Regions from separate parts of the Sus scrofa genome. Here regions 1, 2 and 4 are each linked to region 3. A link is a contact called in public Hi-C data. All regions are on one chromosome and are shown on one strand. Each heading gives the region's core, a stretch centred on a gene start, on an enhancer-like site or on the middle of the called end of the contact. The rest is flanking DNA. Distances are from core to core; before and after follow the strand shown. Region 1 holds the start of PDE6D (retinal rod rhodopsin-sensitive cGMP 3',5'-cyclic phosphodiesterase subunit delta). Region 2 holds the start of ARMC9 (lisH domain-containing protein ARMC9). Region 3 holds the start of NCL (nucleolin). Region 4 holds the start of PTMA (prothymosin, alpha).

Evidence for each region. Hi-C and Micro-C count contacts between places; a contact is called where the count stands out from the background.
Region 1: a contact with region 3 is called in a Hi-C map of liver, with 9 times the contacts expected there. The contact joins the promoter of PDE6D here to the promoter of NCL in region 3. A contact is called at or near these places in 3 of 47 Hi-C or Micro-C datasets (liver and skeletal muscle).
Region 2: a Hi-C map of skeletal muscle shows a contact between it and region 3, with 10 times the contacts expected there. The contact joins the promoter of ARMC9 here to the promoter of NCL in region 3. A contact is called at or near these places in 1 of 5 promoter capture datasets (fetal liver), 3 of 47 Hi-C or Micro-C datasets (heart right ventricle, liver and skeletal muscle) and 1 of 2 datasets of contacts at active chromatin or transcription factors (alveolar macrophages).
Region 4: a Hi-C map of liver shows a contact between it and region 3, with 3 times the contacts expected there. The contact joins the promoter of PTMA here to the promoter of NCL in region 3. A contact is called at or near these places in 3 of 5 promoter capture datasets (fetal liver, fetal skeletal muscle and liver), 5 of 47 Hi-C or Micro-C datasets (epiblast stem cells, heart right ventricle, liver and 1 more) and 1 of 2 datasets of contacts at active chromatin or transcription factors (alveolar macrophages).

The regions. Positions count from the first base shown.
Region 1 is chr15:132,423,356-132,429,453 of Sscrofa11.1, forward strand. PDE6D (retinal rod rhodopsin-sensitive cGMP 3',5'-cyclic phosphodiesterase subunit delta) reads right to left here and starts at 3,323. Exons shown (of 5, transcript XM_003483755.4): 1 at 3,065-3,323. The coding sequence starts at 3,114. COPS7B (a long non-coding RNA gene) reads left to right here and starts at 3,668. Exons shown (of 7, transcript XR_002339490.1): 1 at 3,668-3,880.
Region 2 is chr15:131,925,866-131,932,257 of Sscrofa11.1, forward strand. ARMC9 (lisH domain-containing protein ARMC9) reads left to right here and starts at 2,777. Exons shown (of 24, transcript XM_021074827.1): 1 at 2,777-2,906.
Region 3 is chr15:132,169,900-132,175,708 of Sscrofa11.1, forward strand. NCL (nucleolin) reads right to left here and starts at 4,315. Exons shown (of 14, transcript XM_021074959.1): 1 at 4,115-4,315; 2 at 2,746-2,862; 3 at 1,034-1,520; 4 at 445-672; 5 at 249-335; 6 at 1-59. The coding sequence starts at 4,132.
Region 4 is chr15:132,354,611-132,360,765 of Sscrofa11.1, forward strand. It overlaps PTMA (prothymosin, alpha), which reads left to right and starts at 1,948. Exons shown (of 5, transcript NM_001160086.2): 1 at 1,948-2,034; 2 at 4,803-4,874; 3 at 5,139-5,232; 4 at 5,718-5,791; 5 at 6,059-6,129. The coding sequence starts at 1,990. The coding sequence ends at 6,106.

The DNA of each region.
Region 1 (6,098 bases), core at 2,073-4,572, 250 kb after region 3:
GAGCTAAACATGAAGAAAAGAAAAAAACGTAGGATATTTACTTAACCTCAAGATAAGGTATTGTGTCTTCTTAAACAAAACACAAATGCAGGCCACATGAAAAATATCAATAAATTTGAAGTGCTAATTTCAACAAAAAAAACAGACAAGTGTTCAAGAAAAAACAGGCAAGCAATACGTTGAGAGAAAATATTTGCAATATACAATACAGGCAAAGGATAGGTATTATAATAAAGGACACCTACAAAACAGTAAGAAAAATAAACAACTCAATAGTAAAATGGGCAAAAACAAAATCAACCAGCAATTCACAGAAGAAAAAGAAATGGCCAAAGAGAAGATTTTGCGACTTCTTTAATAACAACAGCAATGGCAGACAATACATAATGCTCACTAGGTATCAGGTGCTTTGCTAAATACTTTAGACACCAACTTATTTAATCCTCACAACAACCCTAGGAGATAAGGTACTATTTTAATCCCTTTTTACAGATGAGGAAATTATGGCAACATAAGGGATACACACCAAGTGTGCAGGGCTGGAATTCAATTCAGACAGAATAGCTCTATAGACCAGTACAGCCCTTAATCACTAGCCTATATTACCTCTTGAGGGATCTAGGTATCAGGGAAATACAAATTAAAACAAGCTATCATCTATTGATCAAATCAGTAAAAATAAAAAAGAACAACATAGTCAATGTGGAAAACAAGCACTGTCAACATTGTTGGTAGAAGAATATAATGGAGATTTGGAGATTTTTTATAGTAAAAACTCTTCCTACAGAAAAAAAGATACTTTGAAAGAAAGTTCAGAAAGACAATTTATCCAAGAAAAGATGGACAACAGTCAGGTAGTTTCCTACTAAAACACTAATTTTATTTTTTCCTGAAGGTAGTAACAAATTCTAGAACTCCTTTCCATTTCACTCTTAATTCAGATACCAGTGAAGGCAAAGGGAGGATGAGCATCCATTGCTCCCATGCTAACATTTTTCATTGGCTGCTTCCCTTGCGATTTAATCAGCCCATGTCAAAAAATTTCCCAGAAAACACTGAAGTCATTACTTAATTGGTTAATTCATCTTCCTTTCTAGCGGATGATACAGGTTCTGCTTTCTATGTTTTTCCATATTTGTCCCTTAGCCCTTTTCTTTTCTTATATTTTCTTTTCTTTCTTCCTTCCTTTATCTTTCTTTCTCTCTCTCTCTCTCTGCCCAAGCCCATGGCCTGTGGAAGTTCCAGGGCCAGTGATCAAACCCGCACCAAGTTCTGACCTGAACCACAGCAGTGAAAATAACAGATCCTTAACCTGCTAGGCCACCAGAGAACTCCTCTCTTAGCCTCTTTCTTTCTGAACAAGGTTTCGGAGCAAAGACTGAAAGTGAGAAGCTCAAACTTTCTCTTTTGCTTTGCTTTGTTCAAAAGCCATTAAAAAGACTCTTTTTTACTTTGAGTAAAATGTTAACTCCAATCAGACAAAAATATTGCTTCTGAAATCTCTCAATTCTCCATAGTCTCTAGTTTACTGTCTATAGCATAAATGTTACATAACAAAATACATTACTTAAGGGAAAAATAAAGTCCATGTCATAGCTTTTCTAACACTTCAGCCACCCCTATCTACTTATAGGCGCTACTGTGAAGAGGAACACGGAAAGGTATATGGACCTATAAGAGGCTGTTACTAAACTTCACTGTATAAAACTGCTGGAAGTTTATCATGAACGGCAGTATGCAAAGGTGATAACGCCTATGGCAAATCAGCTTCTATTTGAAAAATTTCATTTATACATCCGAAACTTCCTGTAACTTTTTTGCTGTTGTGTTTTAAAATTTATACTTGGTTTCTGATTATGACAAAGCAATTAAAACTTGCAGGGGTGACATGGGCATTGTGAAAACACAGAGTCAGCTCAGAGAACAGGGATTGACTAAACCTCCAGGGGAGGTGCCCTAAATGGTAACTACATCTTCACTGAGAGAAGAATTTAAGCATGTTCCATATGGTAGGTATAGGAAGAGATTAAGGTCAGTAGGAAAATGTAAAATTGGAATGGACAAGATTGCATTTTTTTTTCATCTGCATCATATGGTCACAGATTAACACTCCATTAAAACACCAAGCCTCACGACAGTGAGAAGGTTGCACCCGCTGCACCGTAACAGGCCTGAGGCAATGATTTCTATATCCTACTAAATCCTACGGTGTCCCCAACGTAATCAAATAATTGCTGGACAGCTCCACCAGCTCTACGCGTTAACCACACAAACTGGACGGAGCAGAAGCCTTTGCCAGGAGTCCCAGTGCAAAACCACAATACCTCGAGGCATCGCACCGCATCTCACACACACAAATTTAGGGCCCTTATTTCGCTGGAAAATAAAACTGAGGAGCTAAGGGAGAAGCAGCGACCGCCCAATGCCTCCAAGGGCCGAGACAGAGTTAAGATGAGGTCCATCTCAGACTTCTCCCGCCGCACCTGCCTCTCCAGCCCTGGAAGGAGCCACAAGTGAGGAAGAGAAGTTGTGGAAACAAGCCGCGGGGGGTGGGGTGGGGTGGGATGGGATGGGAGAACCCGAGACAGTTCGATACCCGCTTCTGCATTTGTCCCACACAAGGTCACTCGCTCCAAGTCACTTTTCCCTGCTGCCCGGGTGGGCTTCCCGCCAAAGAGGCAGCTGGGCTTCGAGGCCAGCCCACCGCGCCCCCTCGGCCCTTGCCTGCGGGCCGCAGCTCCTTCCCGGCCTCTCTTCTCGGACCCAAGCGCGCCTTCCCGACACCCGTTTCCGACGCCCTGCGCCTCTCTAAGCTCAATTCCGGGGCTCCTCGCCTCTAACCCCGGGGCTCCCGTCAACGTCCCCTCCCTCCCTCCCTCCGGACGTCCCTCTCCGCGCCTTCTGCGCCCCGTCCCGCCGGGGACCCGGGACGCCTTTCCTTCCCTCCCTTCCCACCGCCCCCTCCCGGGTGCCCACCTGGTGCGGCCCCCGCCCCCGGCCGGTCTCCTCAGCGAGCGGCCGCCTCCCAAGTCCTCCCGGCCCCGCCCCGCTCCCGGGTGGATACAGTTTGAAGCCCCTCAGGATCTCCTTGGCCCGCTCGTCCTTGGCTGACATGATGCGGCGGCCGCCGCCTGCGGCTCTCCCTCGCTGGCCCGGCGGAGCCTCGCAGATGGTGCCCAGGAGCCGAGGACCGAGCCGGCCTGGACACCTCGGGCGAGCAGCGGCTGCGACCAGACCCGGACCCGCCTCTCCCTCCCCTCAGCTCCCACTCCTGATCCCTTCTCCTTCCCCCTGGCCGCGGAGCGCCCGCCCGGAAGCCAATGGAAAGCCCGTCTTGGCGATTGGCATCTTGATCAACCAATAGAAACACTCAGCGGCTTCGCAGGGGGACGAAGAGCGTCAATGGGAAGGGCCCATCCCGGGAAGTCCCGTAGGACAGATTTTTTCATTCGGTGTGGTTGCCTAGAGTTTGCCTCAGAGGAGGGTTGGCTTCAGATCGGCAGAGGCTCCAGGGGCTTGCTCCTGCGGCTGGGGACAGTAGGGCTCTGAGATGACGGCAGGCTGCCCTGTGCGATGTGGCGGAGACTACACTTCCCAGCATTCTAGGGGGTTGTCCGAGGGACCACATATCCCAGCACGCAACAAAAAGCCCAGGGACTGCAAATCCCAGCATTCCCTGCACCCTAGTCCTCTGTAACTTAGATTCCAGTGTGCCGCGCAGTGTGCGCAAATTCATACATCTGCCTGTAGGCTTGGTGGTTTCTGAATCCCGAGACTTGAAACTCTTTGGGAAGATCCTCTTCAACCTCAAAAGAAGATGACAGCCCACAGAGAGACAACTTGTATTTACATGGAACTCAGAAATCTCCTGCAAATCATGGTAAGCCTGAAACAACAAACCCCAAAACACTGATTAAACCATGAAAGCTAATATAACAAAATGACTCGTTGAAATCAGGCTTGCTCGTTGGCCTGGGGCGCCTTTTACGTGTTTTGTAGAGGTCTCTGCTGTGCTCCTGCGTTGGACTGGAAGAGATATGGATTGTGAACTCAGAATATCAATACAGTTAGGCTTAGGAGAATTTGCTAATCCAGCCCCTGTTTTACATATGAAGAAACCGAGGCCCAAAGAGGCAAAAAGATTGTTCACAGGTTACAGCAAGTTGGGGCAGAGTTAGGATTGGGCTCTTAAGTCTACTGTAGTCTGGGCTCTTTGCTCTACACTAGGGTGGTGATATTTTTAGCAGCATGGCTATGCTATCTTAATATTCTCCTTGGTGAAGTTTTCCCACTCAGGTTGAAACACCCAGAGGTTAGTGGGAATAAAAAATGTTGCCTGCCATTTCAGTAAACAATGAATGTTACCCACTATCAAGCCACTGGCCACTGAAGCCACCCCGGAAGATGGGCTCAGAGGTGAATTCAGGATACATGGAGGAAAACAGGATACTTGCCCTACATAGTTAAGATGCATATCTAAGGAATAATTTCAATGAGCCCAGACTCTTGCTTCTTCCCATTCATAGAAAAGCATTAATCATTAATCCGAGATGTCTAGTTTTTGTGATTGGCAGTGCTCTTTTGTGTTCGACTAAATGTTCATTTTTTTTTCGGGAAAAAACTGTGTATCCTGGCTCCTCCCATATCTCTTTGGAGCAGTTCCTCAAAGCTATCTGAGGGGCTGTCTCCCAGGCTATAGTCCTCAATAAGTCCCCCCACCCCATCGCACCCCTGCCGGAAATAAAACATAACTCACAACTTTTAGGTTGTGTGTTTTTCTTCACTCGACCTTAGGTAAGCATTTATTTGGTGGATTTCCTACAAGTGAAGGAGGATAACGTTTGTTTATCCCCAGTCCAGATAAGACCTGGTGTTTTATTTATTCTTTGTTATTCAAGGTGACATTTAATGTGATTTCAGAAACTAGGCAAAATTGTAGTGTAAGCTAAGGTTTCCTTGGAGATCTGCTGTCTCTTTTCCTAGGCCTACGTCCCTCCTCCTGTCTCCCTTTTACCCACCTGGGAACTCATCCAATTTTTCCTTCCATGTAATTTAACAAACAGCTTTTTCAGTTTTCATTATTGGCCAGGCTCTCTGCTGGTAGAAAGTGAAAGACATGATCACTGCTAGCAGAAGATAACCATCTAGTTAGGGAAATAGGCTCCCCTGAAATTCAAGACGGGCTGTGATAAATGCACAAAAGAAAGGACGGTTAGAATGCTCTAGAGGCCCCAGTGGCAGGGATAGGAATTTTTTCTAGGTTAAATTTTTTTATCTGTACATTTTTTTGTTCATGAGGATAACATATATAGCAAGAAAACAGTTTTTTCCACATGCATATGTATTATCCTCCCCCCAATCAGGGTATAGAATATTTCCAGCATCTCCTGTATTTCCCTTCTCAGTCAATACTGCATCCTCATCTACGTCTTTTCTGACAGATCACTTTTGCCTATTCTCGAATTTCATTTAAATGTAATCATACAGTTTGAGTCTGACTTTTTGCATTCATCGATATTTTTGTGAGATGCATTCATGTTGTATGTAGTCATAGCTTGTTTTTAACAAATTGCTGAATAGTAGTCCATTGTATGTATGCAGCACTATTTATCTACTCTGCTGTTCCTGGGCATTTAGATTTTCAGTTACCAGTTTTCGGCTTTTAGTAACAAAGCTGCAGTGAACGTTCTTGTTTGTTTCTTTTTGTGGACCCCTGCCCTTGTGTCTACAAGAGGGCTTGCGTGGAGGGCGTATGATCAGCAATAGTAGATATTGCCAGTTTTCTAAAGTATTTGTACCAGTTTTCACCTTCACTAGCAACACAAGAGTGTTCTAGTTGATGCTTATCCTTGACAATACAGGGTGGTGTCAATTTAAAAATGTTTAACTATTTTGGCTAAATGTGGTTATCTTATTCTAATTTTTATATGCATTGTCTTTGGTGTCGAGCACTTTTTCATATGTCTTTTGCCCAGTTTTTAAATTGGGCTGATTCTCCTCTTATTAATTTGTAGGGTTTTTTTTTTTTTTTGGTCTTTTTAGGGCCACACCTGAGGCATATGGAGGTTCCCAGGCTAAGGGTTGAATCGGAGCTATAG
Region 2 (6,392 bases), core at 1,527-4,026, 250 kb before region 3:
GACTCTGAGGTGCAGCTGCCGGCCTACACCACAGCTATAGCAACACCAGATCTGAGCCACATCTGCAACCTACACCACAGCTCACGGAAACACCAGATCCTTAACCCAGTGAGTAAGGACAGGGATTGAACCCACATCCTCTTAGATAATAGCTGAGTTCTTAAACCACTGAGCCACAACGGGAACTCCTGAATCGGATCCTTTAACCCACTGTACCCCGCCTGGGGATTGAACTCGCACCTCCAAAAACAACGAGCCACCGCAGTCAGATTCTTAATCCACTGCACCACAGCAGGAATACCCTAATCAACTTTATTCAGTAGCCCAGCTGTCACTTCGTCTCACATACACCTTCTCATGGCCATAGGTCTCACCTTGGAAGCAGTAATCATAGTGAAAAGTTGGTGTGGGGGGCAAGTGGGACAGTGTTTAGGCTGAGACAACAATGAGGCCAGGAAATGTTTAGTAACAGGGTGAGCCGCAGAACTAGAGATGTTCCTGGTGCGCCATGTCTTGCGGGTCTTCAAGATCCGTGGACCTGCCAGGAAACCACTTAAATAGCATCTACTCTTCTGGTTCAAACCAACTTACCACCCTTTGTGCTCACATCAGAGCTTAGAGTGTGGGTGTTTTTTTTTTTTTTTTTTTTTTTTTTTTTGTCTTTTTGCCATTTCTTGGGCTGATCCCTCGGCATATGGAGGTTCCCAAGCTAGGGGTCCAATCGGAGCTGTAGCCGCCGGCCCACGCCAGAGCCACAGCAACACGGGATCCAAGCCGCGTCTGCGACCTACACCACAGCTCACAGCAACGCCAGGTCGTTAACCCACTGAGCAAGGGCAGGGACCAAACCCGCAACCTCATGGTTCCTAGTCAGATTCGTTAACCACTGCGCCACGACGGGAACTCCAGAGTGTGTGTTTTTAAACGTGCTTAGAAATCAGTGATATTGCTCACTAAAAAGCACGTGTGTACCTAGGAATATCACTACTGATGAGGCCCCAGCTGACTTCTTGCAGGACCTGACTTGCTTTGAAATGATCTTGGGAAGCTCCGGTTGTGTCTCAGCAAGTTAAAAACCTGACTAGTGTCCATTAGGATGCAGTTTGATCCCTGGCCTCACTCAGGATCAGGCACTGCCTCAAGCTTTGGTGTAGGCTGCACTTACCAGCACTGGCCTGCAACTGCAGCTCTGATTTGACCCCTAGCCCAGGAACTTCCATAAGCCCTGGATGCGGCCCTAAAAAGAAAAAAAAAAAAAAAAGATCTTGAGTCCAGGCCTGCCCTTTGGGAAGTCCATTTTAAGGCCTGGGTCTTTTACCAACCTCGTGCAAGACACAGAACTATCGATGGAGTTCCCGTCGTGGCGCAGTGGTTAATGAATCTGACTAGGAACCATGAGGTTGCGGGTTTGGTCCCTGGCCTTGCTCAGTGGGTTAACGATCCGGCGTTGCCGTGAGCTGTGGTGTAGGTTGCAGACGCGGCTCTGATCCCGTGTTGCTGTGGCTCTGGCGTAGGCTGGTGGCTACAGCTCCGATTTGACCCCTAGCCTGGGAACCTCCATATGCCGCGGGAGCGGCCCAAGAAATAGCAACAACAACAAAAGACAAAAAAAAAAAAGAACTATCGATGGCTGTGATGTGACTCAGGTCCCTGGGTCAAGACAAGATAGGACAGGACCCAAGGCCAAGGTGGATACTCTCATCTCCCTCATTTGCAGGCCTCCCCTGCCTTCCTGCTCACTGACACCTCTCTTGTGGGCTGCACATTCCCAACCCCTGTGTTCTTTTTCCAAGAACTCAAGCAGCCCTTGAGAGATACAAAGACACAGTTCTTCAAAGTTCTTCAATCTCTACATGGACTCTGAGCCAAGAAGATAGATGGCACTGAAGCCCCCACACATCCTGAGTTTTGGGCAGTGATCAAACTCAGCTTTTCCGGGAGTTCCCGTGGTGGTGCAGCAGAAACAAATCCGACTGGGAACCATAATGTTGCGGGTTCTATCCCTGACCTTGCTCAGTGGGTTAAGGATCAGGCGTTGCTATGAGCTGTGGTGTAGGTGGAAGATGTGCCTCGGGTCTGGCATTGCTGTGGCTGTGGCGTAAGCCAGCACCTGTAGCTCCAATTGGACCCCTAGCCTGGGAATCTCAAAAAGCTGTGGTGTGCCCCTAAAAAGCAAAAACAAAAACAAAACTCCACCAAAAAAAACTCAGCTTTTCTGGGAGGAAATCTCTCTTAATCACTCGCTCTCTCTTTTTTGCTTTTTACAGCCACAGCTGCTGGCATATGAAAGTTCCTGGGCTAGGTGGTCCAACCTGGAGCTGCAGCTATAGGCCTACACCACAGCAACACCAGATCCCAGAGGCATCTGCAACCTAAGCTACAGCTTGGGACAAAGCTGGATCCTTAACACACTGAGCGAGGCCAAGGACCAAATCCTTATCCTCACGCACACTATGTAGGGTTCCTAACCCGCTGAGCCACAACGGAACTCCCGCCTTATCTTTTAAAGCAGACACTTCACTATAATCTCTTGCCAGTTTTGTTTTTTACCCGAGCTCCTAGAAGTTACAGGTTGACAGCGGTCGAGCAAGGCACATCCCCAGAGCCAGGCACAACACCACGCGCAATATTTGTGGAAACGAACCAATAGGAAGTTGTGGCGAGGAGAACGGGTGACGCGGTCCAGCAACTTACACCCACAACCGGAAGCGAAAGCCCACACTTTCTTGCTGAGGCCTGGAACCTGCGGGACGCCTTTTGTCCCAGGATGCTCCGCGCAGGTCGAGTCCTGTGATTGGCTGCCCGGATCCACGTGATGCCAGGCTGGCGGCGGCGGTTGCCGGGGTGACGATTGGAGAGGTGGTGGCCGAGCTGACTCGGCGCGTGTTCCCGCGGCGGCGAAGCAGGTAAGCGCGTCCCCGGACGCTGCCGGGCCGCTCTCGAGCCCGACGTCCCCGGGCGGGAGGAGCGGTGATGGATCCGAGGGCCGAGGCTCTAATGAGCCTTCTCCCCATGCGCCAACTCAGCAGCCGCTGCCGGGTGCCCTCACTTCTCGCCTGCTGCCCTGGGCTCTTAACTCTGGCGTGGGCCTGAGGCGGCCGCCGGGACATCCCGAGGACAGTCCCGGCTGCTTCCCACAAGTATTCCCTGATCTTTGAAGGGGTCCGGGTCGTCCAGCTGGGTAGTGACAGCTCGAGAATGTGGCCTGGGGCCTTTAGATCCATCCCTTTCGTTATCTATCAGCTAACCCTTCTCCCCAGGCACCCCGATGAAGTCCAGACTTCATCCGTCTAAGCTAAACCGGGATGCTTGCTATGCAAATTCGTCTTTCAGACAAATCCCACAGTTCCCTTTTTCATCCAGCTCGTAGGCCCGAAATCCCTCCGTCAGGAGTGTCTGAAGAAGTTTTCTCTAGTTTTTGCATAAAGTAGAGCCATGCTTCTCAAACTTGAATGTGCGTTAAAAGTCATCAGGAGAGATTGTTTAAAACAATTTCTGGGCACTGTGTTTAGTAGGAGCAGAGTGATGCTAGGAATTTTCCTTTCCTTCTGGTATTTTGTTTTGTTTTGTTTTGGCCATACCCGCTGCATATGGAGGTTCCCAGGCTAGGGATTGAATCAGAGCTGCAGCTGCTGGCCTGCACCACAGCCACAGCAACTGCCAGATGGAGTCTTTGACTTACTTACACCAGATCTCACTGGCAAAGCCTGATCCTTAACCCACTGAGCCACAACAGGAACTCCACTTGCTAGGAATTTTCATTTGCACAGCATCCCAGGTGATTCTGATTCATATGGTCCAGACTTTGGAGTAATACTGTGTAGAGGTTGATATCAATCTGGATTTAAATTTCCACTGTCACTTGCTTCCTAGTTGAGTTATTGGGAGCATCTCAACCCCCTCTGAACCTCAGTTGCCTAATCTGTCAAAGGAGAATATAAATGATATACATCAGTCAGGTTTATTGTGAAAATTAAATGTGAAGCATTTTGGGAGTTCCCATCGTGGCTCAGCAGTTAAATCCAACTAGCATCCATGAGGACATGGGTTCGATGCCTGGCCTCGCTCAGTGGGTTAAGGATCTGGCATTGCTGTGAGCTGTGGTGAAGGTCGCAGATGCGGCTTGGATCCCGAGTTGCCGTGGCTGTGGCGTAGGCCGGCGGCTACAGCTCTGATTGGACCCCTAGCCTGGGAACCTCCATATGCCACAGGTGCGTCCCTAAAAAGACAAAAAAAAAAAAAAAAAAAAAGTGAAGCATTTTGCACGTTGCCTGTCATACAATAAGCCCTCAGTAAATGACCTGTTATGATATAAAGGTCTACGGAAAGTCCTGTAATTTCTAAGATTGTCGGAGCAGTAAAATGACATCTCACATTCACTGACAGATGATCATAACAGAATCTTATTCAAGTGATGGTCACCAGGAACTTCTCTGAGGGAGTGATGCTTGTTAAGCACAGGAGTTAGCCAGGTGAAGAAAGAGAGGGGAAAAGTGTTACAGGCAGTGAGAACAGTATGTGCAAAGGCCCTGAGGTGGGAAGGAGTTTGAGTTCTCAGAACAACCGCGTTTTCTCCAGGGCCTTCAAAATTGCTTTTCCTTCTGCTTGGGCTTCATTTATTTGTCAAACGTCTTGGGTGCCTGTCAACCTTCCAGGCCCCCTGCTAGGTTCTGGAGATGGAAAATTTAAGTGTAGCACCCTGCCTTTATAAACAGGGTAATAGGTATAACAGCAGAAGTAAATGTAGTGTAAGGAGGTTCCTCAGAGAAGAGAGACTCGCCTTGGTGGGGAGGGAAGGGGTGGGCTCCTGGAGGGCTTCCTGAAGGAGGTCGAGCCCTGACTAAGTATGATGAGTTCAGTCTGCCTGCAAGGGGAAGGAGAGGACACCAGGGGGCTTAGAATCATCAAAGAGCCTTTTGTAAGGGGGGGTTGGGGGCAGTTCACTTCTGGGGGTGCCTAACATGGGGAAGTGGTAGAAGGGAGCCAGGACAGGGACAGTGGCTGGTGGCTGGTCCAGAGAAAGGCTGGAGAGGTGGGCGGTCCTCAGACTGTAGCAGTTCTCCTCGCTCCTTGTGTCTCTGGCGGGCTGAGAGGTGGCAGGCGGGGTGGGTGTCCTGCCTGGGCCTCATCGGGCCACTGTCCCCTTTCCTTGGCTTTTTTAAATTTATTTTTTATTTATTTTTTATTTATTTTAATTACTCAAATGAATTTATCACATCTGTAGTTGTATAATGATCATCACAATCTGATTTCACAGGATTTCCATCCCACAGCCCAAGCACATCCCCCCACCCCCCAAACTGTCTCCTCCGGAGACCATAAGTTTTTCAATGTCTGTGAGTCAGCATCTGTTCTGCAAAGAAGTTCCGTCTGTCCTTTTTTCAGATTCCACATGTCAGTGAAAGCATTTGATGTTGGTGTCTCATTGTATGGCTGACTTCACTTAGCATGATAGTTTCTAGGTCCATCCATGTTGCTAAAAATGCTGGTATTTCGTTCTTTTTAATGGCTGAGTAATATTCCATTATGTATATGTACCACACCTTCTTGATCCACTCCTCTGTCGATGGATATTTAGGTTATTTCCATGTTTTGGCTATTGTAAATAGTGCTGCAATAAACATTGGAGTACATGTGTCTTTGTGAGTGGTGGTTTTCCCTGGATAGATGCCCAGGAGTGGGATTGCTGGATCAAATGGTGGTCCTATGTTTAGTTTTCTGAGGAATCTCCATACTGCTTTCCACAGTGGTTGCACCAATTTACAATCCCACCAACAGTGTACTAGTGTTCCTTTTTCTCCACACCCTCTCCAGCATTTATTGTTTGTAGACTTTTGGATGATGGCCATTCTGGCTGGTGTAAGGTGATACCTCATAGAGGTTTTGGTTTGCATCTCTCTAATAATGAGTGATGCTGAACATCTTTTCATGTGTTTCTCGGCCATCTGTATGTCTTCTTTGGAAAACTGTGTAGATCTTCTGCCCATTTTTTGATAGGGTTGTTTGTTTTTTTGGTATGGAGCTGTAGGAGGTGTTTATAAATTTTGGAGATTAACCCCTTGTCAGTCGATTCACTTGCAAAGATTTTCTCCCATTCTATGGTTTGTCTTTTTGTTTTGTTTAGGATTTCCTTTGCTGTGCAGAAACTTTGAAGTTTGATTAGGTCCCATTTGTTTATTTTTGTTTTTACTGTTATTACGCTGAGGTGGATCTGAGAAGATGTTGCTGTGTTTATGTCAGAGAGTATTTGGCCTATGTTTTCCTCTAAGAGTTTGATAGTGTCTGGTCTTATATCTAGGTCTTTAATCCATTTGGAGTTTATTTTTGTGTATAGTGTTAGGGAGTGTTCTAGTTTCATTCTTTTCCATGTGGCTGTCCAGTTTTCCCAGCAC
Region 3 (5,809 bases), core at 3,065-5,564:
AGATTTGCTGAAGTTCAGGTTTCCAACAAAGAGATTGAAAGACGTAGTTGGTTCTGTGGCTGCACAAAAAAATTAACACAAATTTAGTCTTTTCTAAAGTATGGCATAAACTTCATTTCCAGCGTAAAATTTCATGGCACATCAGCACATTGCAGTGTCACATCAGGTTTCAGTATTAAGTCCCTGTGTTGTTCATCACGTGTGCTATTGATCAGGTGTCATTCACCAGCCCCAATTCTCCAAGTTACCTTCCACCTTCTGTTTCTTGGCTTCAGGAGCTGCTTTCTGTTTGGCCATCTCCTTCTTTCGTTTTCCAGGTGCTTCTTTGACAGGCTCTAGACAAGATTTCAAACAATCTGTATGTCAGCCACAGTCAGCCACACATGCTCAAGTACCTTCTTTAAACAAAAAAGTCAATGTACTTCAGAATCTTAACTTGATTACCTTCCTCCTCCTCCTCCTCGTCCTCGTCTTCATCTTCCTCATCCTCCTCCTCCTCCTCGTCCTCCTCTTCATCCTCGTCCTCATCATCATCCTCTTCATCCTCCTCGTCCTCCTCGTCCTCCTCTTCATCTTCATCCTCAGCAGTGCTCTTGGCCTTCACAGGAACAGCTTTTGCCGGGGCTTTTTTCCCTTTGGCTGGTACCGTCTCCATAGCTTCTTCTTCAGAGTCTGAAAGAGAAACCAACGGGTCTCAAGGGAACTCAGAATTACCCCAGTTCCAGGAAAATGTAAGGGGGAAAAAAAGTGTACTCCTGCCCATGTCACTGTGCTTAGCAGCCACAAGAAGAATTAACAGCACTTGGAGATAAACTCCTTCATCATGGAAAATACAAGGTAAGCTGAAGTGTTTTACTCAGGAGCAGGCAACCACGCATGGGTACCCCGCCAGTGCACCCCAACCAGCCAAAAGAAACCTTGCCATGCGTCCCGTCAAAGGCCCACGTTGTCGGGAGTCGAGCATCACTGCCTGAACCTCAACCCTAATATATCTTGCAAACAAGAACCCAACAACTACTACACAATGCCTTACCATCTTCCTCCTCCTCGTCATCCTCGTCCTCGTCCTCATCCTCATCTTCATCCTCCTCCTCCTCCTCATCATCGGAGGCCGGAGCAGCAGCAGCAGCAGCTCCTTTCACCACTGCTGGCTCAAAGTCGTCCTCGTCCTCCTCTTCGTCCTCCTCATCCTCTTCGCTGTCGTCTTCGTCTTCCTCATCACTGTCTTCTTTCTTGGCATTCTTGCCATTCTTTGCCCCCTTAGCTGGAGCGGCTGCTCCCTTCTTACCAGAGGTTGCCACCAATGCTTTGGCTGGTGTGGCTCCCTTCTTGCCAGGTGTGGCTACTGCTTTGGCAGGTGTAACTGTCTTCTTGGCTGGTGTAGCCGCTGCCTTTTTGCCAGGAGTGACAACTGCTTTCTTGGCCGGTGTGGCAGCCGCAACCTTTTTTGTGGGGGAAACCATCACCTTCTTTGCGGGAGTTGGGGTAGCCTTTTTGCCTTTCTTCTGAGGAATAATAACCTTGATAATAAATAAAAACAAGCATAAGCCTGTTTCCAAACTCAGAGAGCCTTGGTCCATAACTGAATGCTTGATTGTAACCCTGCCTCTAGTTCAAGACATGCATTAGATGACAGCACATTAAACTGTAAGGGCACAGAACACATCCTCTGTACAGCTGAAGTCACAGTCCTCAGCTTAGAGCAGTCCCTGACAGGGACTCTGAAAACAGACTGTCTGGATGCCACATGCCAGAGTGGTTTTAGCAAAGGTTTTACATCTTCATTTTATGCCTCAAGAGTCTTTGTATTTGAAAATAACTCAACTTTACACACTCCTTTAAGGATTTCAAGCTGACACATGTAACCAAATACCTCACACAGACAATGGACTACCTGTTAGGCGTTATTAAATCATTTGGGGCTCTCATTGTGGATGGAGATAAAAGTTCACTCAACCCATATTCTTAGGACCAAAAGAGAAAACGAACACCAAATAATCAAGCTGCAGTCATGCCTCAAAAATTTAATACAAACCAAAGAAAGCATATTAGCTTGGTAAAAAAAAATCATCATTTATCTATATGTAAGTCACACTCCAAACCACTTTTTGTGGACTATATAGGTTTTATCAGGTTATGTGTGTCTAGATAAAATCTTTACTAAGTTCTAAATTAGAAATATGAGCAATATAGCAATTAGTTTAGTTGCCTTTACAGTAGCTAGGAGTGATAAACAGTCAATGTTAACCAAATACAAGGTGGTGACCCTAAATCCACACGCTAATTTAACGGTGATTAGTACTACCAAGCCCATATAGGATAACAGAGACCAATTAATCCTACTTGGCGGGGGGCTAAGAGAGAAATCTGGTAACGCTAACCTCAGACCTGTATATAATGCTCAGAGCTGGCATTTGAGGGACAGTTAACTGTCTGGGCTGTTTCTCCATCTGGTATATATGGCTAACATGTTGAAACTGGAAACCTGCAATGACTTAATCCAATATAATCACACCAAATCCTACAGGAGGCACATGAAAACTCCAGGCCTTTTCTCTCTCAAGTTCTTTCCAATACTTTGCCTTATGGTATCCTGACAGGTCAATAAAAAGTTTGGGAAACACTCAACCTTTACAACAGTACACGTTATGAATATAACCCGAGACTTGCCAGTATTTTCAGATATTCAACACCAACTCCTCCCATCCTCCATTTTATAGTTTAAGACAACTCGGCACTGAGTACCTCTTCTCCGCTGCTATCATCCTCCTCATCGTCTGACATTTCTTCATCTTCACTGTCTTCTTCTACCTCCTTTGGGGGAGGAGCCATTTTCTTGGGGTCGCCTTGATTTTTACCGGCCTAAAACAGACACAAACATAAGTGCGTTACACCTTCCACATTTCTGACCATTCTTCATAGTAAAATGGCAGTCATCTTGCTTAAAACCCCCTTTTCATACTTAAATACAATTAACACAAAAACTATTCTTGATATCAATGTTAATATTAGTAGACAAATTCTAAACTCCCCGCATATTTCCTGTCAGGTTCTACAAATACCAACCTTAGGTAAAAAGTCAAGGAAACACTCTCCCTCTCCCTGCTGCCTTCCCTAAGCGCACCCGTTTTATAACTATACCCCCAGATCCTTGAATAACGGCCAAAAAATTTTTCATATAGCCTACAATCAGACCTCTGTAACCGCAAGTATGAATAGCCCTTCAGCCAGGAGAAAATACCTTAAAAAAAAAAAAATCCTTGGGGTTAAAGTGTGGCACTTAATTCCACCCCCCTCATCTGGATTTAAATTAAGGCAGCCTTTAAAAAAGAATTTGCACAGAGTTTCCGGGTGGCTCAGCGGGTCAAGGATCTGGCATTGTCACTGCTGTGGCTCAAGTCACTGCTGTGGTGCGGGTTCAATCCCTGGCCCAGGAAAGTTCTGTATGCTACCGATGCGGCAAAAAAGTAAAAAAAAAAAAAAAATTTAAACAATTCACATCTTAACCTTTAATCTTCCACTAAGTCTTTCCCCGAGGTATCAACCCCGCCCCTTTCAGCCCCCGCAGGACCACGTGGAGTAACTTGCAGGCCACCATGGGCGCACAGGTTGGCGCAAAAAGCACGCGGCAGGGCCTCCTTCCTGGAGACCACCTAGAGTCCGCCCGCCCGGTCTGAGCCAAGACCCCATGGGCCGCCGCTCCCCGCCCGAGGGTCCAGTCCCCTCCGCAGGCACCGGGACCCAAGCGGCGAGGCCCACGTGGCGGGCCGCGCATGGGGACACGTGCGTCCGGAGGCGGGGCGCTGCTCCGGCCCGTCGCAGGAGTTTGCCCTCATCCGTTCACTCCGAGGCCCAGAGCCCCCTCCCCGTTCTCAACCCCTAAGTCCCACCCCGCCATATCCACCATTCGCGACACCTGCTGAAGCTCTTCACCTCGCCATCAAGCAGCCAAGAGCCGCGAGACCTCCCAGCTAATCGCGCGAGACTTCCCGCAGCATGGCGCCCTCGAACGCGCCCGGGACGGCGCGCAGGCCCTCCTGGCGGCGCCGCGCGCGCGCGCTCTCCTCGGAAAACAGGCCTCAATGTCCGTGCTCGCACCGACAAAACCTCTTACCTTTGCGAGCTTTACCATGATGGCGGCGGAGTGTGTAGCTGGCGAGTGGCGCAGGTGAGCCCAGAGGAACCCAAGCAACCTCGATGGCGGCCACTAGAACTGAAGATCCCAGAGCGCGTACGCTTAGCTGCCAGCTAGAGCTCGAGACTGAGACGAAAGACTGAGCCTGCCCAGTAATCGCCTCTGGAAAGGCGACGACGGCACCTCGTGACTCCGCTTCGACCAACCAGAGTTCGCGCTCCTCCCACAAGCCAATCGCGATCCTCTACCCGAGAACGGCGCGGGGCGGGGCGCGGGCGGGAGTGGGCGGGCCAAGGAGGCCAGAGAAGGGGGAGGGGATTCGTGGCGGCGCCCTGGGGGCGGGACCCGCTTTGTGCAAGGGCAGCGCTGATTGGACCGTGGGCGCGCGGTTCCCGGAGTGCCCATCCACTGCCCGCGCTCTCGGCGCTTGCGCCGTGGGACGGACATTTTTGGCGCCGCTTGTTCCCCGAACTCGGGGCGTTGAATATGGATGGCCTCGGGTTTCCGAACTTGTCTGGGACCCTCTCTACTAGAGAGGTCTTGCGCTTCCTGGGAGGCCTCATGCGCGGCCCCGGTCCGCACTCTTCGATAAGAATTTGCTCCTTTTATCCGCTGATGAGCCCCCCGGAAATTTAGGGTCCACCCACGTTAAGGGCCCACCTTCGTCCCGCACGCTAACGAACCAGGAGCTAGAAAGCCCCTGTGTGCTTGAGACTGCCTCCAAAGGGACTCCCAGCCAGACCACGTGCCTGAAGCTGCCGCTGGAGTTTGCTGTAAGCAGCGAGAAAACAGTATTCAATTTCAAGAAACCTTGCACTAGATAGTTTTCTCTACAGGGAGCACCTCAGTGGTCACCGGGATAGGGTGGGGAGAAGTTGTTGGTCAAGCCAACCGCAGAGCAGGGCCTTTAGCCACTCAAAAGTTTCTTCTTTGTTATTTGGACTAAAGCACCTATTAAAAAATGGTGGCTGCTACGATAGTGTCAGCAGATGGTCCAGGAGTCTGACAAAACAGTCAAAGGAAGGTACCCTGGCGAAGGCACGGAAGATTGCCTTTGCGTTGTGCTTTTGCCATTTATTCAGATGGGTCATTGTGGCAAAACTTAGTGTCAAACTTAAAACCAGAGCACTCTCGTTGGTTTAGAGCCCGTGCAGGTAGGATGATTCCGTCCTGGGCGTCTGGTACCTAACTGTTAACAAAACTGGGATACTTTCAGCTATGATGATATTTCCCCAACTGAGCTAGTGTTCAGAACCACCTCTGGAGTTTCTAATTAAAGAGGTCTGGGATTGGGCCCAGGATTTTGTATTTTAACAAGGGCCTGTGGGGATTCTTGTGAGCAATCAAGTTATTTTGCAATTCTTACTAGAACTCTCCTGAGACTAAATGAAAAGGAAGCCCACAGATACCCACTGGGGCTCTCTGATCAGCAAAGAGGCTGGGGCCAGTTCTATGGTCTGCACCCTTCTTTCTCGTGATCTGTGAGAAAGGTTTTCTGATTTTGAACTCGGATGGGGGCACAGAAAGAACTGCATAAGCCAAAGCATGGCGAAATGCAGTAAGAGCCCAGTGGTTGTTTTTCTTTTGTTGTCTTTTTAGGGCCACAACCTTTGCATGTGGAAGTTCGAGGTCTAGGGATCAAATTGGAGCAACTCAGGGTCAGAGCCGCATCAG
Region 4 (6,155 bases), core at 698-3,197, 180 kb after region 3:
CGCGCGAGGGACGGGGCGAGTGGGAGGGGGCCCAGACTCGGGTGGCGCCCCGGCACCGCGCGCCCGTTCCCAGCTGGGCAGTGGAGCCCGGGGCCCGGAGAAGTAGCCGGGCGAGTGCGTGGTGAGTTCAATTAAGAGGGTCTCTCGGCGGGAGTGGGGCCAGTTGGCCCCTGACCTAAGAAAACCTAGAAGGGCGAGCCACTCAGCCTCTCCTCTGGCCCCAGACTTCAAGCACTGCTGGACTTGGCATCCGTCCCTTCACCATGATCCCAGACTCCGGGTTTTCGCCATTCCCAAATCCGCGGCCCCTAGAGACAGACAGCAGAACCTGCCAATGGCAGGACGCAAAGCGTCAACTTTGTGTTCGCCCGCCACTCTCAGCCAGTGCGGTCTCGTTTCGCGGGAGTCCCGCCTTCCGTGTCGGGCGCCCCCTTCTGGCAACACAGAGGTGAACCCTATCTGTCGCCATCTTGTGTGTGGCACAGGTATTTTTCTGGAACGTCTTTTCACTTATTCTAATCTTTTCTCCCATACAGCTGGTCTCTCAGTTCGAGAGCCAAGTGCACTGGTGATAAGGAGACCGTAGCCTACGGTTTGCGGGTCGTCTGCGTGGGTTAGGTCGCCACGTCACGCCACGCTTGCCGAGCCCAACGCCATTTTGAGTGTGGCGTCTTGATGGTTCCCATCTCGGGGCTCCGCGTGGTTCCCTAAATGGCGCCCCAAACTTCAAGGAGCCCCCAAGGACTAGAGCAGCGGGACTAAGCGAAGATTTGTTACCCTCAATAGCGCCCCCCGCCCCAGCAATGAATAAGTTCACGTGCCTGCAGTTCACATGCCCTCCGCAGAGCCTTAAGTAGGGTGGGAGAGGGACAGACTCGAAGGCCGGGCCCTGGAAGGATCCTAGAGGCTGTCGCGACGGCAATGACCGCCCGGAGCTGGCGCAAACCAGAATCCTAAAGTGCGGGGCCCGAGGTGTGATGCGAGGCCCGCGGGCTGTGCTGCTCGAGGGCAGAGCCCAAACTGGCCCTCGAATCCCCTCGAAGCACGAATCCCCGAGTGTGCGTGCTTGGCACAGAGCCCGCTCGTCGGCTGGCTTAGGTGATGGATGCCGGGGTTGGTGGTGGGCAACGGGGTTCCTCCCTCCCCAAAGACTCAGGGCGCCCAGGGCAGAGGGAGTAGACGTGGTAGAGGGCGGGGTGGCCCAGGTGCGCGGGTCCCAGCCTCACGCCCTCATCTCTCGTCGTGGGGTTCGCGGACCCGCGCAGGGACAATTCTTGGTGAAATGTGCCAAGGCACGGGGCGGGCGGCGGGCATCTCCACAGGCACCCTGCAGGGCACCGCCCGGGGAGAGCACAGCCCAGCACCCGGTCTTCCCCTCCCCCTCGCTGGCAGCCGTCGTATGCGCCGGCCGCCGCCTCCTCTTCCCTCCCCCTCGTTCCGATCAGCCGCGGGGAGGGGTGAGGACGGGGGGCTGGGCGGGCAGCTTTGCCGCGCTTCAGCTTTCTGCGTCAGCAGCCCCAGCAAAACAGCCACGGGAGCGCGCACCCGGAGCGCGAGCTCGCGCCCCTCCCCCACCGCAATGGTGCGGCTGAGACCCGGCAAACTCAGACCCTGAATGACAGTGCGGCGGGCGACTGCGCAGCGCGGGACGCACCAAGGCACTGCCGCTTTAAGCACGCTTGCCCATTGTTCGGAATCGAGCCAATGAGCGAGCGCCCGCTCCCTGCTCTCAGCCAATAGTATTTGGGCAAGGGAGGCCGAGCGCCGCCCACTAATCTATATTAAAGGTTCTGGCGCCGCGTGAGTTCCCCACTGGCTGGTCTGAAAAGCCATCTTTGCATTGTTCCCGTGCCCGGCTCTCCGCTCGCCGCAGCCGCCTCCGCCGCGCGCCTCTTCTGCCGCCGCGGACTCCGGCAGCTTTGTCGCCAGAGTCCTTGGACTCCCGCTTCCTTTTTTATCCGCTGCATCGGATCACCGGCGTGCCCCATCATGTCAGACGCGGCCGTGGACACCAGCTCCGAGATCACCACCAAGGTGAGTTTAGACGCCGCCCGCCCCTTCGGGGTCCGCGCGTCGCCACCGCCGGAATAGTGTTTGGCGCGCGGCAGCTGGGTGCCCCGACCCCGCTGTTGCTCTTTTCTGCGGGTAACCCGCGCGCCCCCGTCCTAGGCCCTTTGGCAGCCCACTCTTTGTGTGTGCGGGGGAGGGGGTGGGAAGCGCCGCGGGCAAGCGTGATGCCCGTCGGGGAGTGGGCCCGGGGTCCTCAGGGACCCGGGGGGGCGGGCGCGGCGGCTGAGAGGCTCTAGGGGAGGCTGTTGCAGGGCTCCCGAAACTTGTTTGTGACTCGTCTGAGTGGCGGCGAGAGGTTAGGGGCCCGGCTGAGGGTCGTCGGCCCGCGGGGCGCACGGAAATAACTTTGAAACTCGAGCGCGTTTGGAATCGGAAGTGGGGGGGGGCGCGTGTGCCGGCGCGGGCCGGCTGCGGGAAGTGGCGGCTCCGCGGCGAGAGCCCGCCGGCGGCGCTGCTCTTTGTTCGGCTCCGGGCCGCCCTGTTTCGCGCCTAGTAGTGGGTCCGAGGAGGTTTATCTGGTCTAATCTGTGATAAGGCGGTGTGGGCCGGCGGGCCGCGACGTCGGTTGTCTCCGCGGAGGTGTGAAGGTCTTCTCCGCCCTGGGTGCCCTTAGGGAGGCGGGGGTGGGCGTCTTGGTAGGGGAGTGTGCCGGGAGCAGCCGCCCAGTTTCAATAATTCACCAGCGGTGCGGGGCTGGGCTGAGGAGGCGGCGAGCCCACGCGCCGGAGGGGAGGAAACGGAAAGTGAAGGAGCGGCACGCCGGGGCGATGATGGGCGCCCCCCGCGGCTGCCGGGGGGCACCGTATGTGCGGCGGCTTCGGGGGCTAAGCCGGTGAACAAAAGCTGCGGCCGCGGCTGGCTCTTTGCGGGGTCCAGGAGTTATTGGGCCCCGGTGCTGCGGAATCATTGCCCTCGGTTGTGAGGTCCTGCGCGTTTGGCGCAGCTCCGCTCCTGCGCGCCGCGTCGGTCCCGCTGTCTCCCCTGGGGAGTGTCTCCGCCCTCGGCGGGAGCACGGCACTTTGAGGCGGGACCGCTTTTTTACCCTTCGGCCCTTGTGCGCACTCCTCTCGTGCCCCTGCGGGTGCCGACGCAAGTCACCTTGGCGTCTCCTTAACCCCTGTGCCCCTGGCGTCACCTCTGGTCTTTCCCCAGGGGCGACTCCTCCGGAGGAGCGGAGCTTGGGGTCCGGATCTCGGCAGGGGGCTCCCTTTAGCACCCTCTGGGCCCAGCCTGGGAACTAGTTTGAAGGGGAGGGTCGGTCCTCCCCAGCGCGGGCGTTCGCTTTCCTTCTAGGTGATTTCCCGCTAGGAGCAGTAAATAGCCCCGTAGAGCGCGTCTCCGCCAGCCACGGGCTACGGGACTCACAAGAGCCCCGCGGACTTCGGGGCGGCCTCCCGCGGGACTTTGCCCGCCAAATGCAGGAACGTAGGCCCGCGCATCTAGGCCTGCTTGGGGGTGCGTCCAGAGGCCCGGGAAGACTGGCGAGTAACTCGCACGCGATCGGCGGAGCCAGTGCGGTCCGCGGGCTCCAGGTCTCCAGGGTCAGGGGCGCACTCGGCGGCCCGGGGCCACGTGCTCCGCGCGCGCGGTGCGTGCCGAGGCCCGCGCAAAGCGCGCCGGGCGGGGGTGCGCGCCTGCGCGCCGCGACCTCCCCGCCCCCACAGCTCCCCGGGGCTTCGGCCGCCAGGGGGCGGGAGCGGGCGGCGCCGGGGTCCTTCGTGGGTCGTTCGGGGAGAACCGGGCCCGCAGGTGCCGTGGTGGGGCTGCTTCTGCGTGGCGGCGGAGCGGTGCCCCGAGCCCGGGCCGCTCGATGCCTGTTTGTGTTGGCGACGGAGTGTCGCCGCGCCGGGTGGGAAAAGTTCCAGTTACACGGGGCTTTGGGGCGCCCACGGCGGCGCTCCCCTTTGGAACCCGAGGCGCGGTCCCTTGGACACAGCTGACCCGGGGACGCGCAGGAGAGAGGCCGGGCCGGAAATGGGGCGCTCCCGTGCTCCCGGCAGCGCACCTCTGAGCTCGGGAAGGCCTCCGGCCCAGGAGAGCGTCGCCTGGGCCAGCTGTTGGGTATGGGAGGATTGGTGGGATTCGGGTTCCTTCGGAAAACCCGCGCTTGCCAGGTCTCGACCACCGAGGGTTGGGTCTCCGCGCTCTGCTGCTCTCCCGCGGGGCCTCTGGCTGGTGGAGCGGCCTCCCCAGTTTGGCCTGTTGGCTCCCTCCGGTTCCCTTCCCGGGCTCGTCCGCCCACGGGAGTCCGCCCGCAGTGTCAGGGCCCTCCCCTCGTTGGCTTATTTATTTATGGCACATACCTCCCGTTTTCCAAGAAGGATTTGTGAGAGGCGGAGCAACTCTTGGTTGGAAACAAGTCTGTGATGAGTGCGTGAGTGAAGTGTTCCTGGGCTTGTCCGCCCGGCCAGACAGGTTTCGGGCTGTGGTGCCACATGGCTCCTTTCCTAAGAAGCTTGAGGAAAGCGGCGGTGGGGATAGCCGTGGTGGGCTTTTTTTTTCAGAAAGAGTGTTTGCTTTTGAAGAGTTGACTTGAGACAAAATCCTGACCACAGGTACACTTAGTATTCTGTGGTCCCTCCCTCCACCTGTAACTCACCTGTAACTGGGCTTTCAGCTTTGGATGGCCGGATCACTGCATCCTTCCTACCTGTAGGCCTGGGCCCTGGGCTTCTTTGCCAGCCCCGAGTTGTTCAGAAGACTTAACTGGTGTTTCCTCTTCCTTTTTGAAGGACTTAAAAGAGAAGAAGGAAGTCGTGGAGGAGGCGGAGAATGGGAGAGAGGCCCCTGCTAATGGCAATGCTGTGAGTGTCCGGCCGCCTTGCTCATGACCCATCTCCTGGCAGTTTTTGGCCAAGATTCCTTAGATCCTGGGCTTAGTTGGGGGGGCGGGAGGGTTGAGGCCTTAGGTGATTGTTGTGTCGGGATCTCCTGGGTCTCTTCAGGAGGGTCAATTGACGGGGATGCTCGGGGGTCTGGAGCAGCATTGGGCAGGGTCTGGAAGAAGGGAGGGGGCAGAGTTGCTGCTCTGTCCTTGTCGGTAAGTCACTCTGTTTTCTTGTGAGCAGAATGAGGAAAATGGGGAGCAGGAGGCTGACAATGAGGTAGATGAAGAAGAGGAAGAAGGTGGGGAGGAAGAGGAGGAGGAGGAGGAAGGTGATGGTGAGTACCCTTCCCTGGTCTGTAGAAAATGGGGAGGTGTTGGGGGGCTACCTGAGGGTGGCAGTGGGGCCACTGGAACACCTACAGTTGTTCCTGTAGAGGCAGCATCTTCCTCCTTGCTTTAGGCTGGTGATGGGAAGCTGTGTCCTGCGCTTTGCATACCCGCTCCCACTGGAGCGTGCCCTCCGCACTGACCAGTTGGTCTGGCTTCTCTGGGTGTGGCTGCTTGAACTTTCTCTCTGAAGACAAGATGCCTGTGATGGGCAGTGTGGCTGCTCCTGGCTGCCCAGTTTGTCAGGTGGCAGACACAGATCAGGGGCACTCAACCCTGGCTAGTCTGTTACTGGGAGATTGCCCAAGTCGGCTGTGATTTTCCTGCGGCCTCCACCCCGTTGCTGGCTGCCACTGGGTGGGACGGTACCAAGACCACCCTCCCTGGCTGGCTGAGGAAGGCGCAGTGGTTTACCTGGGTTTACTCTCTCCAGGTGAGGAAGAGGATGGAGATGAAGATGAGGAGGCTGAGGCAGCTACAGGCAAACGGGCAGCTGAAGATGATGAGGTGGGTCTGGCTTCAAGATTGGAATCGGGGGCAGGAAAGGGGGGACTGATGGAACTTGAGGAGCTGCCGGTTGGTGTGGTGCCTGGTCCCGAGGGGGTCCTTGCTCACGTTGAGCGGGAACTGGAAGGCGCCTGGGCCCAGCCTCCCAGAGCTCTAGAGGCCCCCGGGGCTGCTTGTGCCTCTCCTCACTGTGCGCCCAGCGGCTGAGGGTGTTTGGTGGGTGGGCGCAGTGGGTGGGAGGGGCGCTGACAGTCTCTCCCTGCTCAGGACGACGATGTGGACACCAAGAAGCAGAAGACCGATGAGGATGACTAGACAGCAAAAAAGGAAAAGCTAAAACTTAACAGAAAAAAAAAAAAAAAAA